2 separate regions of the Gossypium hirsutum genome follow, and region 1 is linked to region 2. A link is a contact called in public Hi-C data. All regions are on one chromosome and are shown on one strand. Each heading gives the region's core, a stretch centred on a gene start, on an enhancer-like site or on the middle of the called end of the contact. The rest is flanking DNA. Distances are from core to core; before and after follow the strand shown.

The links. A called contact is a pair of places that touch in the nucleus more often than the background predicts.
Region 1: a contact with region 2 is called in a Hi-C map of leaf, with 2.6 times the contacts expected there. The contact joins the promoter of LOC107914502 here to the promoter of LOC107914954 in region 2. A contact is called at or near these places in 10 of 34 Hi-C or Micro-C datasets (callus, leaf and petal).

The regions. Positions count from the first base shown.
Region 1 is chrD10:18,438,569-18,442,042 of Gossypium_hirsutum_v2.1, forward strand. LOC107914502 (high mobility group B protein 6) reads right to left here and starts at 1,853. Exons shown (of 3, transcript XM_016843435.2): 1 at 1,208-1,853; 2 at 1,038-1,109; 3 at 664-941. The coding sequence starts at 1,669. The coding sequence ends at 831. TRNAI-AAU (transfer RNA isoleucine (anticodon AAU)) reads left to right here and starts at 2,687; the gene lies at 2,687-2,760. It overlaps LOC107916138 (a long non-coding RNA gene), which reads right to left. Exons shown (of 4, transcript XR_005919221.1): 4 at 2,837-3,237. LOC107914501 (transcription elongation factor TFIIS) reads left to right here. Exons shown (of 3, transcript XM_016843434.2): 3 at 1-554. The coding sequence ends at 100.
Region 2 is chrD10:18,218,187-18,221,742 of Gossypium_hirsutum_v2.1, forward strand. LOC107914954 (protein LIGHT-DEPENDENT SHORT HYPOCOTYLS 10) reads right to left here and starts at 1,295. Exons shown (of 1, transcript XM_016844025.2): 1 at 291-1,295. The coding sequence starts at 1,146. The coding sequence ends at 532.

The sequences.
Region 1 (3,474 bases), core at 603-3,102, 220 kb after region 2:
CAAGACCACTTACTATCAAATGCAGACAAGGAGTGCAGATGAACCTATGACAACCTATGTTACGTGTGTCAACTGCAACAACCATTGGAAATTCTGTTAGTGAAATCCAGAGATGTAGTGTTGATCATCTTGGTTGCTTCAGTCTGTTTATGAGGAGTTTGTGGTCATTAACTTTAGAATTCATCTTTCATTCATATTTTTCTGCTATTGGGACTTTGATAGGGATAACTTTGAGGGATGATTGTGCAAAAACCATAACTCAGCTGTTCCACAACTTAGGTGCTTCCATCTCCCACTCATCTTGAAAACCGAGGCTCAACTGGTGGAAAGATGAGCTTGGATGGCATGAGGCATTCATTTCATGTTAAGTAGCTAATGCTTGTTCTTTTTCTTTTATCAAAACAACTCCTGTAGTTTTTATTTGTTTCTAAAGGGTATGGAGAATGGTAGTTGTAGAATTAGGCCTACTTAATTTCTTATCGTACCAACAACAATGTTGTAAATGGAGGCTCTTATTTGTGGTTGTTTTTATACCCCAAAGGGTTTTGGTATCATTTTCTTCCGCTTTGGCAAGTTGTTTGTTTATGTGGCTTTATTACCAGGAATGGCTGTGGATTGTGGAGCCCTAACCAAAAGAAAAAAAAAAGGCTAAAAAGCACAATCTTTAAGTCAAACTCAAAGAGGAGCGCCTCTGAATTTGAATTCCCATCAATAATATTAGTTTACATTATAGTATTTCCTTTCAAAATGACAAATAAAAAGAAGTGATGAAAAGCAAAAAGCAAAACCATACAGCTGAGATAGCTTTGATTTGGTTTGGAAGGACATGATTAATCATTATTATTCTCTTCAACAAACTCAGATGAATCTGATGGAGTTGGGCTCTGCAATGTGTTTTCATCCATGGATTCTGCCTCCCATTCTGCAGCAGCTTTTATATCCTGAAAAAGAAGATTGAAAGATATCACATTCTGGGTTTCATGTTTATCGTTTACTCTGTTCAATTGCTAGTTTTAATCAAATTCAAAACAACTTACCGGTGATTGCACTTCATTGTTCTTCCTGCCACCCTGTTGTCTCTCCCTCAGTGACTTTATTGGAGATATCCTCTGTTTCAAAATCAAACCATGAATTTGCAAGGAAAAGAAAAAAAGAGAACTACTTGTTTTGTTAATTTCTTTAAGGCTGCCTTGGTTTAACTAGTTACCATGCAATAAGATTTGAGCTCCTTTAATCTGAACAATCTATCAACCTCGATTTCGAGCTGTTTCTGAAATTGACCTCTGTCCTCCATCTCCTTCAGTTGTGAATCCAAGACAGCTTCCCTCTCTTTCAACATCTTCTCCGTCTTCTCCTTATCCAACCTCAACCGCTCCAGTCTCTTCCTCATGGCACTGAGCTCCTCCGCCAACGACGAATCTAAATCCAACGCCGCCTCCACCTTCTTCTTATTCGTGGGTGTAGCGTAAACGGTCACGGGATGATGATGGTGGTTCAGGTTCTCCTTGTTTGAAACATCGTCCAGGCGGTGCTCTTGCTTGGGCTTTGACTTGACTTGCTTAGTCTTTGAGCCTTCCTTCATCACCACCACGAAATTGACATCGGCGGCAGCTGTATTCTTTGGCTGGAGAGGTTTACGTGCGCTGACATGAATCTCAGGCGTCGCCATTCGTAGAGATTAGGGATTTTGTTTTACGAAAAAATGAAAGCAGCAAATGGGACTATGGGAGTGGTGAGAAAAGGAAAGGGAGAGGAGACAGATAAAAACAAGGAGGGTTTGAATTTGAATAGAAGCAGGCGCTAACGGCTATTACTTTATTTACAAATATAATTAATTGGTAAACTTTACCAATGGTATACAAATTATGTCTGGTTGCTTTTAACTTTAAAAATTTTCAATTTAAGTATTAATGTTTGATTTCGTTCTTGTTTTGGTCACTCATCGTTAAATTGATAATGAAAATTATTTTTCTAATTAGTATAATAACACATTTAACTCTTAATACTTACATATTTTATTTGATCCTAATTCTAAATAATTCAATAGACTTAACCTTCCAGATTTATAAATTCTATTAATTTGATCTTCAAATTTTTTAACTAAAATTTTCAGCTTTTAAAACAGAAACATTCCACATCTATAAATTTGTAAATCCGCTCACCCCCAAAAAAATTCTCCATTAAAACAAATGGTAAGAGGCTCTATATTGGTATCAAAGTAACCTAATAAACCTTTTTTCTTCTTCTAATTTACAATACTGAAACTTAAAATTTTATATATTAATTGTTTTATCACTTAACCTAATAAGTATTCGGTTGATAAGCAATACAAGAGACATCCCCAAGAAAACAAAGGCACCCTTTTATGTCTTGTACAATAAAATATACTTCTATTTTTATTACTTCAGTATTTTTAAAAAGTAAAATAAGTTATTTGAAAGGTGAAATTAGACAGAACCCATGCCTTGATTTGAAATTATTTTCATATTCACCTCTAATTTGAATTTGTTTTTGAAATGAAATCTGAATTTTAAATAAATTGCTGCGCAACAATAAAAAACAAAGAGCGCCTAATTAGATGTATTTGTCTGCCTCTGCCCAACAGAGGGAATGGAATAATAGTAGGATCTGATAACGACAAGAATTCATTCTGTTATATATAGTAATTTGAAAAATTGAAGCAACTGGCCTATTAGCTCAGCTGGTTAGAGCGTCGTGCTAATAACGCGAAGGTCGCAGGTTCGATCCCTGCATGGGCCAACAATTTTGTTTTTTCCTTTTTTCAGAAATCAGAACGTGGATGCACAAATGCATTAAACACCAAATAGCATTAGACGTTTCCCACGATGCCTACAACTTAGGAGTAGTTATTTCTAAAGGTCTCAAAAAGAAGAACAAGTAACAACCAACTCATAGATCAAAACACATAGTCATCATATGGATATGGGATTTTTATACTCTACATATATGGACAACCCGATTCAGTTAGTCAAAGACAACAGAAGCTACATTGTCCCAGCAGTAGAAAAGTTGTACGGATATATTAAGCTTTCTAGCCTGATATTACTGTATTAGCCATAACCTCCAGCACATCCTCAACAAGCAATGCCTAAGTGCTCACCAGGAATCGTATCTGATTATGACAGTGAAATTACAGAACTTGAATGAATGATCGAAAGAATCCAACTCAAGAGATTCAACAGCCCCTGATTTAATGTTGAAAGTATAGCCCCGCACCTAGAAACATATGAAATAATAAGATGATATAAAGCACAATGAAATAAGCAGAGAGCTTCTAGTGCATAAAATATGTAGTCCCCCCTTCCCAATGTTTTGATGTCCTGGAGTTACAACTTTGTATCCCACCTAACAAACATCAGAAATTAAGCTCTCAGATATATATAATCTAAGACATAAAATAAAGAAAAGAAAAAGCAATTCCTAATAACCATAACAAAGGGGAAATTTTGATAT
Region 2 (3,556 bases), core at 45-2,544:
GATTAATATGATATTTAAATGAAGTATGATTGATAAAAAAGATTTAAAATGAAAAAAGTAATTCAATGAGTCTTTGTAAATGCCGATTCACGTCACTAATATTATGATGGTTGAAATTAGGTATAAATTTGGAGTGGGGAATCTGGGTTGTTTATAGTATTGAGGATTAATTAATATTGCAGTTGGTATACCACCAAATAGGTAACAAATTATTTGATTTGTCTCTTGAAGTCGGTGGGCTTCAGGATGTCTTCTTGCAAAGTAATGAAATATATATATAATCTTAGAAAGCAGTTCATTCACTCCAGAAATTACATGCAGTGATTCATCTAATGAAATTGAAAAATATAGCAGTGAAAATAACTAAATAAAACAATAGCAGTGCTGGATCTAACATTAATTCAAAGTGAAACTAGTACTTAAAGGAAATAGAGAAGCAAAAATAAAAATACCATGTATATATTGAAACACTGCGAGCAGTGAGTGAGGGATAAGACTCTAAACCCTAAATTCGAAAAGAAAGAAAAAGAATCAAGAGAAGAAGAGGGTCGAGCTGGATTCATCGCTTGGTTTGTCTTGCTTGGGCTTTTTCTTTTGCTTCTTGTAAGGGATCCCCCTTGCCTTTGCTTGACTTTCCCTCACCTCTCTTAGATAAACTCGAATAGCACCGGTGGCAAAAGGGTTGGACTCAGGTGACCCTCCATTTTCTTCATAAGCAGCTCGAAGCCTCCCAATAAGAGCATCAAGGCTGCCCCAAGCTTGCCTAAGGGGGCAAGTGCAAGGAGCAGGTGGTTCAGGCTGTCCGTAGAACATGCAACCTTGGAGGTGAACCTTGGTCTTCCCGAACTGATCCAGATATCGCAGGAAGTCTAAGACATGGTTGGAATTGCACTGTGAAAGAGGAACCGGAGGCCGCTGGTTCTTCAAGTACTGACCGAAAGTATTCCAGTCCCTTCTCTTCTGGGACTCATATCGGCTAGGTGTTGGGGGTTGGTGGTGATCGGCAATCAAGGATGATCCTTCGGCTATATCCTTCCCTCTCTCACTGGACATATCGTTGAGATGGATGTGTATGTTTGTTGGTAAGGAAGGCAGGCAAGTAGAAATAGGGGGGCCGGGAAGCAAGGTAAGGGAGAGGAGGAACATGAAGTTCACATCATGGGGCAACCAAGACACGCCATGGGGCCATAAGACGTTGCTTTCTCTCCCTCTTTTTCATCATCTTTCATTTCTGTACATTCTCCTCTATAATTATACTATAAAATTAGCTATGTATTTTCCCTATTAATCCAATGCAATAATTGATGTTATTTGTCAATACATTAAGCTCTTATCATGTTACTTTTGAACTACCTTTAACCCCTATTGCCCTCTATGATTTCTTTTTTGGTATACCAATGAAAAAGTAATAAATCAATATATCTTAAAATGATAACCTCGTTGACAGCATGTACATGATAACTTTTCTAAATCAAACGCCACAAATTAAGACTAGAAACATGCAACTCCTCTTGGGGGTGGGGGGCCGAAATTACGTATCAAAACAATATTTTAAAAGCCAAAAAATAAAATAATAAAATTTTGAGATATTATGTATGTTGTAGAGTTTTTTTTATATTTAAATGTTACATATTTAAAAGCACAAATTTAATAAAAAAATTATAAGTAATAAGCTAAAACAAATATATAATTGTAAGTAAATTCAAAGTTTTCGGTATTTATGGCAAATCGATAAAGTTACGTTTAATTTTAGAAAACAAATTTCTTGGCTGATTACTTAAATAAGGGTAGTAGGAATTAGTATCATTTACATTGATTAACTTTTAGATAGTACAATTTTTTTTTAAGAACTAAACCATTAAAAGGTTATAAACAATATATATAGAGAACTAAGTATAAGCTCTAAAATCAGTAGATTTGCAGTTACGCCGCCGCCATTGATTTGTCATCAGATCATTTGATTAAAAAAAATTTTGTAGTTGACTTCATTGGAGGACAAAGTTACCAAGAAAGTTTGTATACGTAATAATGGTCTGGGGAGGATGATCATTTTCTGGTCGTGGATGAGGAAGGAAATCCCAATGGATTTGATAAGCTATCTAACTCACGGTTATCTTTCAAAGACATGTTGCTTGGGGTTTCAAGGGATGCGAAACAAAGTTTGCACGATCAAGATAATGATGATCTACAGTTACTCAATGGAGATGTGACTACTGGAATAGAAGACGAACTACCTTCGATTCGATTTTCTGAAATGGTTCATCAGATTTTATATCAGAGTATATCTCGCACGATTGTGGTTAAGCTTTTGGGAAGGTAAATAGGTTTCCAGGCTCTTTCTAATAAGATTTATCACCTTTGGAAGCCTTCCACTCCAGTTAAATTTTTGGATTTGGAAAATGATTATTTCATGGTGAAATTCCAAGTGGAAATGGATTATATTCAGGCTCTCACAAAAGGACCGTGGATTGTTTTTGGGCAACATTTAACGGTTCAACCCTAGTCTGAATTCTTCTCAACTAGTCAACCTCATCCGTCGAATGTGGTGGTAGCTTCGATTCGCCTTCTGGGCATCCCCGGTTTTTTTGTATCGGAAGAGTATCTTAACGAGCATTGGGGGAGACGATTGGTCATGTCATTAAACTTGATGATAATACGGGCAGTACGCATCGGAGTCGATTCGTTCATATGGCGATCCTTCTCGATCTTAACAAGCCTTTGGTTTCTAAAATTAAGGTGGATGGTCAACTTCAGCGTGTAGAATATGAGTCTATCCCTAATATTTGTTTTTCTTGTTGGCATTTTGAACACTTGAGAGAATCTTGTTCTTTTGTCCCTAGCCATGATGGACGAAGTATAAAGAGGACTGTACAAATGGCAGACCAAAGGAACCAAGAAGCTCTGGTTATGGCCAAAAATAAGAAAGAGTTGGACATGTTTGGGCCTCAGATCGTAGTCGATCGCTAGAATAGTAGACCTAGACGAAAACTAGTGGCTCGCCGGGAAGGAAGGAAAGAGTCGGTTTCGTAGGGATCCCGCTTTAAGGCTTTCCATGATTTATGGGATGAAAGTCAAATTAATGTTAGGGATTCTGATCCCGTTGATCCAGCTAGACTGAAGGGAAAAGGGGTTGCCATATATAACAATCCTTTAGGTGAAGAAGGGTCAACACATAAGGAGAATAACGCACAAACTTTCTGTCTTTATGTTAGGGCGAGAGAAGAAACAGATTGCTAAGGACTTGGGCTTGGCTGGTCCAAGCGTTAGAATTGAATCTCAATGGAACCAGAATCAGGCGGTTGGTGGGTCACCTAAGACGGGCTCTAGGTCTATTAAGTTAAATAGGCATCTCATGGCTGCTAGCTTCAATAATTCCGAACCAAATTCCATCTCCCCTTTAGCTAATGTGAATGTTATTAATTCTAGGGACATTTTAAATCAACTGTCGAATGAGAACTCAGGCAGGGAAATTGTTCCATTGATGCAAGGCCAACCCATGATGAGCTTGTGGAAAAGACAGGTGCGATGATTTTTAAACCTGGATTATCATTCAATC